2 separate regions of the Gossypium arboreum genome follow, and region 2 is linked to region 1. The links are chromatin contacts, called in public Hi-C maps. All regions are on one chromosome and are shown on one strand. Each heading gives the region's core, a stretch centred on a gene start, on an enhancer-like site or on the middle of the called end of the contact. The rest is flanking DNA. Distances are from core to core; before and after follow the strand shown.

Region 1 (4,482 bases), core at 897-3,396:
GAAAGGAAGAACCTAAACCTTAAGCCTAACAACTCTAAGCCTAACAACCCTAAGAAGTCATTAAGATGGGAATTAACCCAAATTTAGTATGGCCTATCTGTGAACGCCTTAACCCTGAACTGGTCTAGATTGTGAGGTCAAATGATAAGTAGTTCTTGTCGACTCGTTAATTTAGTGGAAGATTGAAAGATTCTGCCGGGATATCGGCTAGTTGATTGAACAAGGAAACCCGAAGCAACAGTTGGTTATGATTACTGAAGCGAGCTAATTACCCATGCCCAGATCTGATATATTCTATTATTTTATTTCTCGTACTTTATTTATTTATTTATTTTTCTTTCTTCATTATTATTAGTATAGATCACCAAAACCTTTCTTTTTATCTCATCGTAATATAAATCATTTAAAGTACTAATTAGATCTATTTATGCTTAGGTTAGAATTAATTTAGTGCCAGCCTCCTTTGGGTACAATCCTTGGAGTACTCATCTATTCCTTTGTTACTATATTACAACCTGACCCGTATACTTCTAGATACCGCCTTTTCATATATTTTGTGCAAGATTTCTACTCTAGATGTTGGTACGTCCAAAAGCAGTCAATGACTTCGAGTGAATTGAAAGAATTGAAATCTCAACTCCAAGAACTTTTAGATTAGGGATTTATTCGACTAACTGTGTCACCTTGGGGGGCTCCAATGTTGTTTGTGAAAAAGAAAGCTTTGAGATTATGTATCGACTATCGACATTTGAATAAAGTCACCATAAAGAATAAGTATCCGCTACCTCATTTGACGATTTGTTTGATCAACTGAAGGGAACAACCTTATTTTCTAAGATGGATCTTTGGTCAATATATTATTAAGAAAGGACGAGGTCCCAGGCATTGAGTTAGTATCCAAGTTCTAGTTACATCACACACAATTGTGTAAGTGGAAGTTTTTGAATCATTTACAATTCTTTATTTGTCTCTGCATTATAATGATTTGATTCTAGTTTATAGTTTCCCAAACATTTATTTATACTTGTAATTATATTCTATTATGCCATAAAAGACATTTTGCAAACCTTGAACAATTGGAAAAGGTAGAGGCCTTAGGTCTTGAATACCCAAATTCGAGTCCCATTATGTGCAATTATATGCATGGGTTTCTGTGTCCCATCCTGTGCGGTTGCCATGTGCAGATTTTAGTTCAACTCATTGGCTTTAGTTTGGATTGTATCAGTTCTTAGTTCGTTTGTATTATAATAATTTGATTCTTTCTTATGACAACTTGGACAATTTATTTGTGCTATAATAATTTGATATTTGTGATTACTTGGACATGTATTTATATTGTATTTTGTACATCTATACTATATTTAAGCATTATACTAAATTGGTGTTACCTTAATTGGGTCACCAACTTAGTTATGAAATTACATAAATACTCCTTTTAAATTATAATTAATATTATTATGATGACATTTTATCTTCTCATATTTTGGTACCATCTTTAAATAAAAGAGTTAAAATTAAAAATTCAAATATTAAACACGATATAATAATATTCAAATATAAATTTATTATTGCTTCACCTATATTGATTTAATATATAATATTTTTAAAAGAAAATAATTTTAATATAGAATTTTTTCTATCGCGTGTGACAAAATCTAATATTTATATTATATACTTTAATTGTATTTATAACACTTATAAAAATTAAAAAACATTAAAAAATTTTCAATAGCATGAAAAGGAAAGAAAAATATATTAAAATAATTTTAGTGACGTTCAATAAAAAATAATTTTAGAAGAAAATTTTGTACTATTATCATGTGTTTCCCATGACCAAAAGTATTTTCAAAAGTTTTTCTTAATTAATTCCTTCTTCCACGAGACATCTTAAAATTCGACCTAGATTAGAAATTTGATGGAAGGGCAATGAGGCCATTTTTCCATACCCACGTACTCCATTTTACTGCTAGTCAAACGGTCAACCCCCACAAAATAAAACCGCTCCTTGAAGAAAAAACCGCTAGTGGCGTTTTAGAAAATTTTCTCTACCTCACTGTAACGCATGATTGATGAGAAAACTATAACATCCTTACGTGGCATTCCTTAATTGGTCCATTTCGGTTTGTCGGGATTCCTAGCGACACCAACCAATAAACAAAAACCAGTAACTCGTCTTTCTCTCACTAGAAAATGCTCTGTTTTTTCTTGTTTTCTTTCCCTCTCCGAATTGTGTTTTCTCTCTCTCTCTCTCTCTCTCTCTCTATTTCTTCTCCACAAAAATCCCATATTTTTTTCTTAATCTCTCTCCTTTGCTTACGATAATAACATATACGTATTCACTAATGCATGATCTTCCGATCCAATGTAATTTTGATCCTTAGCTTTGAATTTTTTACCGAGTTTGACCCACCTGATTGACTCACTGAGTTGGGGCTTCTTTTTGTTGGAGAAACTATGTTGGAGGCAATGGAGAGTTCCGTCAATGGCGGGGGTTTCTCGCAGTTTCAGAGCTGCGGAGACAGTAGTGAAGAAGAGCTCTCGGTTCTGCCACGTCATACTAAGGTGGTTGTCACCGGGAATAACCGTACTAAATCTGTGCTCGTTGGTCTTCAAGGCGTGGTCAAGAAGGCTGTTGGACTTGGCGGGTGGCATTGGCTGGTAACTCTTTGTTTTTTTTTTTTTCAGTTTTGGTGGAAAATGGGTTCTGCTGCTTGATCTGGAAATTGGTTCCTCTTGATTTTTTTCTTTATAATGTTGATTTTTTTTTTCAAGATCAAGTCAATTTAATTTTGAAATTTTAAGGTAATGTGGATTCAATTCGAAGTTTTTATTTTTATGATTAAATGTTTGCTAGTAAAGCTTTTGGTTCACTACATGAATTCATATCTTTTTGGGTGATTTTGCATTAAATAATCTCTCTAAAACAATTAAATGTCCTGTTTTATAAGTTTTTTTTTGAATAAAACTGCAAATTTTAAACAATCTCTCTATATTTGCTTGAATTTGATCGGTATCATTATATCAAATAAAAACAATGACATTTTACCTCTCACAAAATACAAATTTGAGGTTTTGGATGTGGGTTTTGATTGCATGTAAGTGTTCGTCCCTGGATCTGGAATTTTTAATTATTTTACCTAATGTATGATGCTATTCTGGATTGTTACAATGGATTTTTATTTTTCTGGATTTTTAGTCAATTTTTTAATGTTTGCAATCTACTCTAAATCGTTGCTAATCGTTTCCATTTCTTTCCTGTTGAAATTTGTTAAGAAATTTATCATTATGCATGATTGGGCTATTCTTTTGATATTGTTGGAATTGATTTTATAACATTTCTCAATAATAATAATAATAATAATAATAATAATAATAATAATAATAATAATAAAACCCATATTTTATTTTCTGGGTTTTGATGTTGTTTCTGCTGGGATATCGATCTCTCCATACTTCTTTTTTTGATGTTCATCAGCTATTCAAAACTTGCAATCATTTCCACACTTGACTTTGCGTTCTTGGTTTTTGAGAAGATCCCACTTATTATTATTATTATTCATTGTTTTTCCCATTATTTGTAACTTCCATTTGTGGATCACATGATTTAATATGCTATTAATTCATTGTTTTCTGAAAATGATTATATTTTGATTCAATTGAGATGCTTCCACTTTTGATAAATTTCAAATAAGCTGGATTTTGTTTCCCAGTAATTTGCTCCTCTTTTATTATTACTGCCGATTTTTATTTTTTATTTTTTTGACAAATTCATAGATTTCTCCTTGAGTTTATGTGTTGTAGACACAAAAAGTAGGAACAAAAACTATGGATTAGCTGGTGGATGGAAAGACAATTGAACAATGTTAATTCTAGCTGATTATGTTGCATATTTTAGTTAAGAGTAGGCATTTCTTTACTTTGTAGGTGATGGTGATATTTGTTTGTCTTATTAATAAATACCACAGGTTCTTACCAATGGCATAGAAGTAAAGCTACAGAGAAATGCACTTAGCGTGATTGAAGCTCCTACCGGCAATGAAGAAGATGACGATCTTGAATTCGAAAACATGCAGTGGAATGGATCAGACATGGGTGAGTTCCTATGTGTTCTTACGTGTTCTGTCTTGGAGGGGCAGGGGAGTGCTATGCCTATCATCCTAATAATTATACTTAATTGGTGATTAACCATTTTGGACTATGATTTTGGATAATTTGTTTAGTTGAGCTTGGAACATTGGATCCTCTGTGTCTTCACTTTTACTTTCACTATTCCTAAAAGCTTCAATGTCTAATTTCTTTATCTTTTTATTGGTCCCACCACCCTTTATTTTACTTTAATCCTGCTTGTTCTATGTCTCAATTTCCAGCATCTGATGACACTCAAAAGTCCCACAGATCGAGGCATAGAACGCATAAATCTACCGGTTCTTCTCACAAGACTATGAGCAGGTCTTTTTCTTGTGACTCACAGTCTAAGGGGTC
Region 2 (4,562 bases), core at 1,607-4,106, 250 kb before region 1:
TACTTCATAATTTCATTTGTAAGTGGAATTGATATGATCCATACTTAGAAGAGAACATAAAAAAAAGGAGATCTTAATAATTTTAATGATATTTCAAATTTAGAGGATGATAAAGAGTACTGTTAAATGCTAAAGAGGAATGACCCAATGAATATGAAATGCTAGAGCAATTAGATAATTTTACATATGATTTTATTGCTTTTATTATTTTTATTAATAATCGTATTTTGACTACTTTCTTGAATTAACATATTACATATATGATTTGATTTCAATTTTAATTACTTGTTTAGAATTTTTGTTGTTGTATTTATATATTTTTAAAATATAAATTATGTAACAGCGTAATTACAATTTGTAGTACCAAATATGACATAGAGAATTACGATGTAATTACATTTTGTCAACCAATCATATCTAAAAATTACACTTACATTCATTTACTTTGTGTTTCCAAACAGACCTTAAATCTTATAAATATGTTGTGCTATTATATTTATATTAAGTTTATCTGTAAATATATCAAACACTGTTTATCTCAATAAAGTTGTCACATTTTAACTTTTAATCAATTTTTGACTGATTATTTTTTAAAATTTTATTATTACTAAAAAATTATAAAATATTGTAATACCCCAAACCCGGCCTAGACGTTATGGCTGAATCCGAAGACGTCACAAAGAATGGGTTTTGAAAATTGAGTTGTTTCGATAAACCATTAAACTTTTATAACTCGTATTCATTCATAATTATTACTGAAAACGTCATTTAATTAGTTCATTTGTCAAACACAATTTACAGCGAAAGTTTAATAAAACCGATACATTTTGAAAATCTCATTTGTATTTTAGAAAACCTTTATTTGCGTAAAACCGTCGTTTTCATAAAACAATTTGTCAAAGCATGCAAATTATCAAACAAACAAAACCAAATTCAACAGTTAGAAACCATACAGTCCAAGGTCCCAGGAATTACAAACTCTCAATTAAGTCTGAAATTTAAATAAAAACCATAATTACTAAGTATGATCAGTTCTCAGACGAGTGGTCACCACTGAGTCTCCGCTGCACTGATCCACCTAAGTCTATGGATTACCTGAACAGAACAGACAAACAGAAGTGAGTTTTCGTAAAATCAGTGTGTATTCCAACAGAAATAGGCAGGCAAAACATTCAGAAATCTCATGCTCAGTCAGATACAAATACAGACTTTTGTCCAATTCAGATACAGATAACAGATACAGATACACAGAATCCTACCCCCATCCTTTTCACACCAACTTCATACATCCCAACACACCATGTGGGGTTAAAAACACCCACCCATCCGTACACAATATCGTGCCATTACGACACATATCAGATAATATGTAGTCATGCTGCCAGAATATGGGCAATGATCGCCATACATAACACTTCCTCCACAAATACAAATCCCACCCCAAAAACAGTTACAGAAAACAGATACAGAAATTACAGATTAGACATGCTCCACATGCTTATATACAGATAACAAACATACATTACATGCTTATATACAGATAATAAATATACATTTAGTATCCTACTCGATCGATCTATCATAATATATAGCATGAAAAATAAAAGGACTAAATTACTACAGATATAAATGATACTTGTACTTTTCTTTATATGAAAAGATAATGTCTAAATTTCAGTTTTAATTCTCTACTCTTTTGAGATTATATAAGAATGATTAAAATTTAGTTTTGATCCCTATTTTTGCTCAAATTTAAAATCTAATCTTTATACTTTAATTTTGACATAATTTAGTACCTTGATCCTTATAATATTTTTTGTGACTCTAAATATTTTATTATGATTAAAATCCTTTTCTGAAATTTTAAGAATTGTAACACTATTAAATTTAGATACATTACAATGTCATTTTTGTTACATAGATACTAAATGAGTAACTTTTTTAATTTCAAAATGTCATAATAACAAATTTAATAAAAGAATTATAACAATGTTAACAAATAAACTTATTTTTTTATTTTGAAAAATAGAGACTAAATTCCTAGAAATAAAATTATGAAAATTAAATTTCAAATATAATAAGAATACATATTATAATATTTACATCTTTACTTTATAATTTAGCCAATAAATAACATACTAAAACCTATAAATAAAAGGACCTTCCTCATGAAGACAAGTGTCACACGCCCCACCAACTTCTTTTCTTTTTCCTTTTCATTTTATGAAAGATAGTTAATTTTAATTTTCGTGTTTGCTTAAATTTAATATTTAATTATTATTCTTTAATTTTTATCCTAATATTATTTAGTTATATATAATTTGAAGACGGATTTTTACATTCATAAAATTAAACGATTAGATTTTTGAAAATAAAAGTTGGAGGGTTAAATTCTAAGTATACTAAGTGTAGAGGTTTAGAGTCACAATTGTGTTAAACTAATTGAACCAGTCGGGATATCAGTTTGGAAAGAGACATCAAACTGATTGACCCACAAATTGGTATAAACCGATAAAATTAGGCTAAAAATTAAGTTGAATTAATTTTTTTTTATGTTTTTCAGTGATGTATTTAATCGAAGCATACGAAGTAGTGGTTCTAAAAATTTTGGTTAGAGAATATTTAATTTTCAAATTTTAATTAATTAAAAAGCTTGAAATAGATGAGGTTAAAGCATATAAAATAAATATTGATTAAAAAGATATATGTATCCTTACTTGGTGAAATAGAGACAAGGCCTGATTCATTGTGGGTTGCATTTGTCTTTGAGCCCAACACACACCTCTCTGAGTGAATGAATTCTTTTCTATTTTGTAAAACGGGCTTGGATCTGATGCGCTCCATCACCATTTATAGACTGTGAAATGTAATTTCCCTCCCCTTTTCATCGTTTCATTTGGGTCTGAAACCGAGACACCCAAAGATTCTTTCTTCTTTTAACGTTTTTTTTTTTGTTTCCACCCAAGCTAAAGCGTATTCCTCGTGACTCGTGATCTTCTCCACTTCTTCCTTCTTTTTCTTTGTTTGGTGTTATAATCCTCTACAACGCACCTTCACGCCGGAGAGAGAGGGAGAGATGACATCGGATGGGGCGACGTCGACGCCGGCTCCAAGGAGGAAACCGTCGTGGAGGGAGAGGGAGAATAACAGGAGGAGAGAAAGGAGGAGAAGAGCCATTGCTGCTAAGATTTATACTGGCCTTAGAGCTCAAGGGAACTACAATTTGCCCAAGCACTGTGATAACAATGAGGTCCTCAAGGCTCTTTGTTCCGAGGCTGGTTGGGTCGTAGAAGATGATGGCACTACTTATCGCAAGGTTTCGTACTTACCCTTCTCTTCTTTTCACAATCTTAGATCTCTGTGAAAGAAACTGCATTCTTTTTTATAACTTCAATGCTCATTTGTTTGTGCTAATTCATGTTGGATCTAGTTCTTTTTTCTTTTTCTTTATTTTTTTTAAATTGCTTTCCGGGCTTTTTCCTTTCCCTTGATCTGTTCGGTTTCAGTTTGATATTGATTTTGAGTTTGTTGAGTTGGGAGTTTTTATGGTGCTGATAAATTCTGGGTTTTAATTGAAATTGTTTGTTCAGGGATGTAAGCCACCTCCAATAGATATAGGTGGAAGTTCAAGTAAGATTACCCTATTTTCATCCCAAAATCCAAGTCCATTATCATCTGCATTTCCAAGTCCAATTCCTTCATGTCAAGTCAGTCCTTCCTCCTCTTCCTACCCTAGTCCCACTAGGTTTGATGCTAATAACCCCTCTACTCTCCTTCCCTTCCTTCGAAACGCCATTCCTTCATCTCTGCCTCCACTCAGAATCTCAAACAGTGCCCCTGTTACACCCCCACTTTCATCTCCTACCTCAAGAAATCCTAAGCCCCTTCCCAACTGGGAAACCATCGCAAAGGAATCCATGGCCTCTTTTAACTACCCTTTTTATGCTGTTTCTGCCCCAGCTAGTCCTACCCACCGTCATTTTCATGCCCCGGCTACTATACCGGAATGTGATGAATCCGATACATCTACGGTTGAATCTGGACAATGGATAAGCTTTCAAAAGTTTGCACCTTCTACATCTCAAGTGCCGACTTCTCCAACTTTTTTTAAACTTGTGAAACCTTTGCCTCCCCAAAATTTGCATAATGATTTGGGCGTAAAAGATAAAGGAAGAGGTGCAGAGTTTGAGTTTGAGAGTGGACAGGTGAAACCATGGGAAGGAGAGAGGATTCATGACATAGGAATGGATGATCTGGAGCTCACGCTGGGAAGCGGAAAGCCTCAGTGTTAAACCGAGCCTAATGGTGTCGCCAAAGCATGTTAAAACCAAAGACAAAAAAAAGCTCACAGTTCTGTTCTTTCATCTGCTCTGTTCTGTTCTTCTTTTATATCTTTTTTGTTTTTTTTTTTTTTTGTTCTTTTTATCAGTTAGTTGGAGCTGAAAGAAATACCCGGGTTGAATAGTCATAACTTGTAGATACAAAGGGATATTTCTGGGTTTAATGTTTCCTTTAGGCTTTTGGGGAAAACCTCATACAATTAACGTTGTTTTTAGTGGTTT

The links. Hi-C and Micro-C count contacts between places; a contact is called where the count stands out from the background.
Region 2: a Hi-C map of leaf shows a contact between it and region 1, with 4 times the contacts expected there. The contact joins the promoter of LOC108454353 here to the promoter of LOC108455595 in region 1. A contact is called at or near these places in 2 of 5 Hi-C or Micro-C datasets (both in leaf).

The regions. Positions count from the first base shown.
Region 1 is chr3:91,108,890-91,113,371 of ASM2569848v2, reverse strand. It overlaps LOC108455595, which reads left to right and starts at 2,146. Exons shown (of 6, transcript XM_017754142.2): 1 at 2,146-2,658; 2 at 3,966-4,092; 3 at 4,368-4,482. The coding sequence starts at 2,455.
Region 2 is chr3:91,360,949-91,365,510 of ASM2569848v2, reverse strand. LOC108454353 (protein BRASSINAZOLE-RESISTANT 1-like) reads left to right here and starts at 2,856. Exons shown (of 2, transcript XM_017752785.2): 1 at 2,856-3,316; 2 at 3,591-4,562. The coding sequence starts at 3,077. The coding sequence ends at 4,292.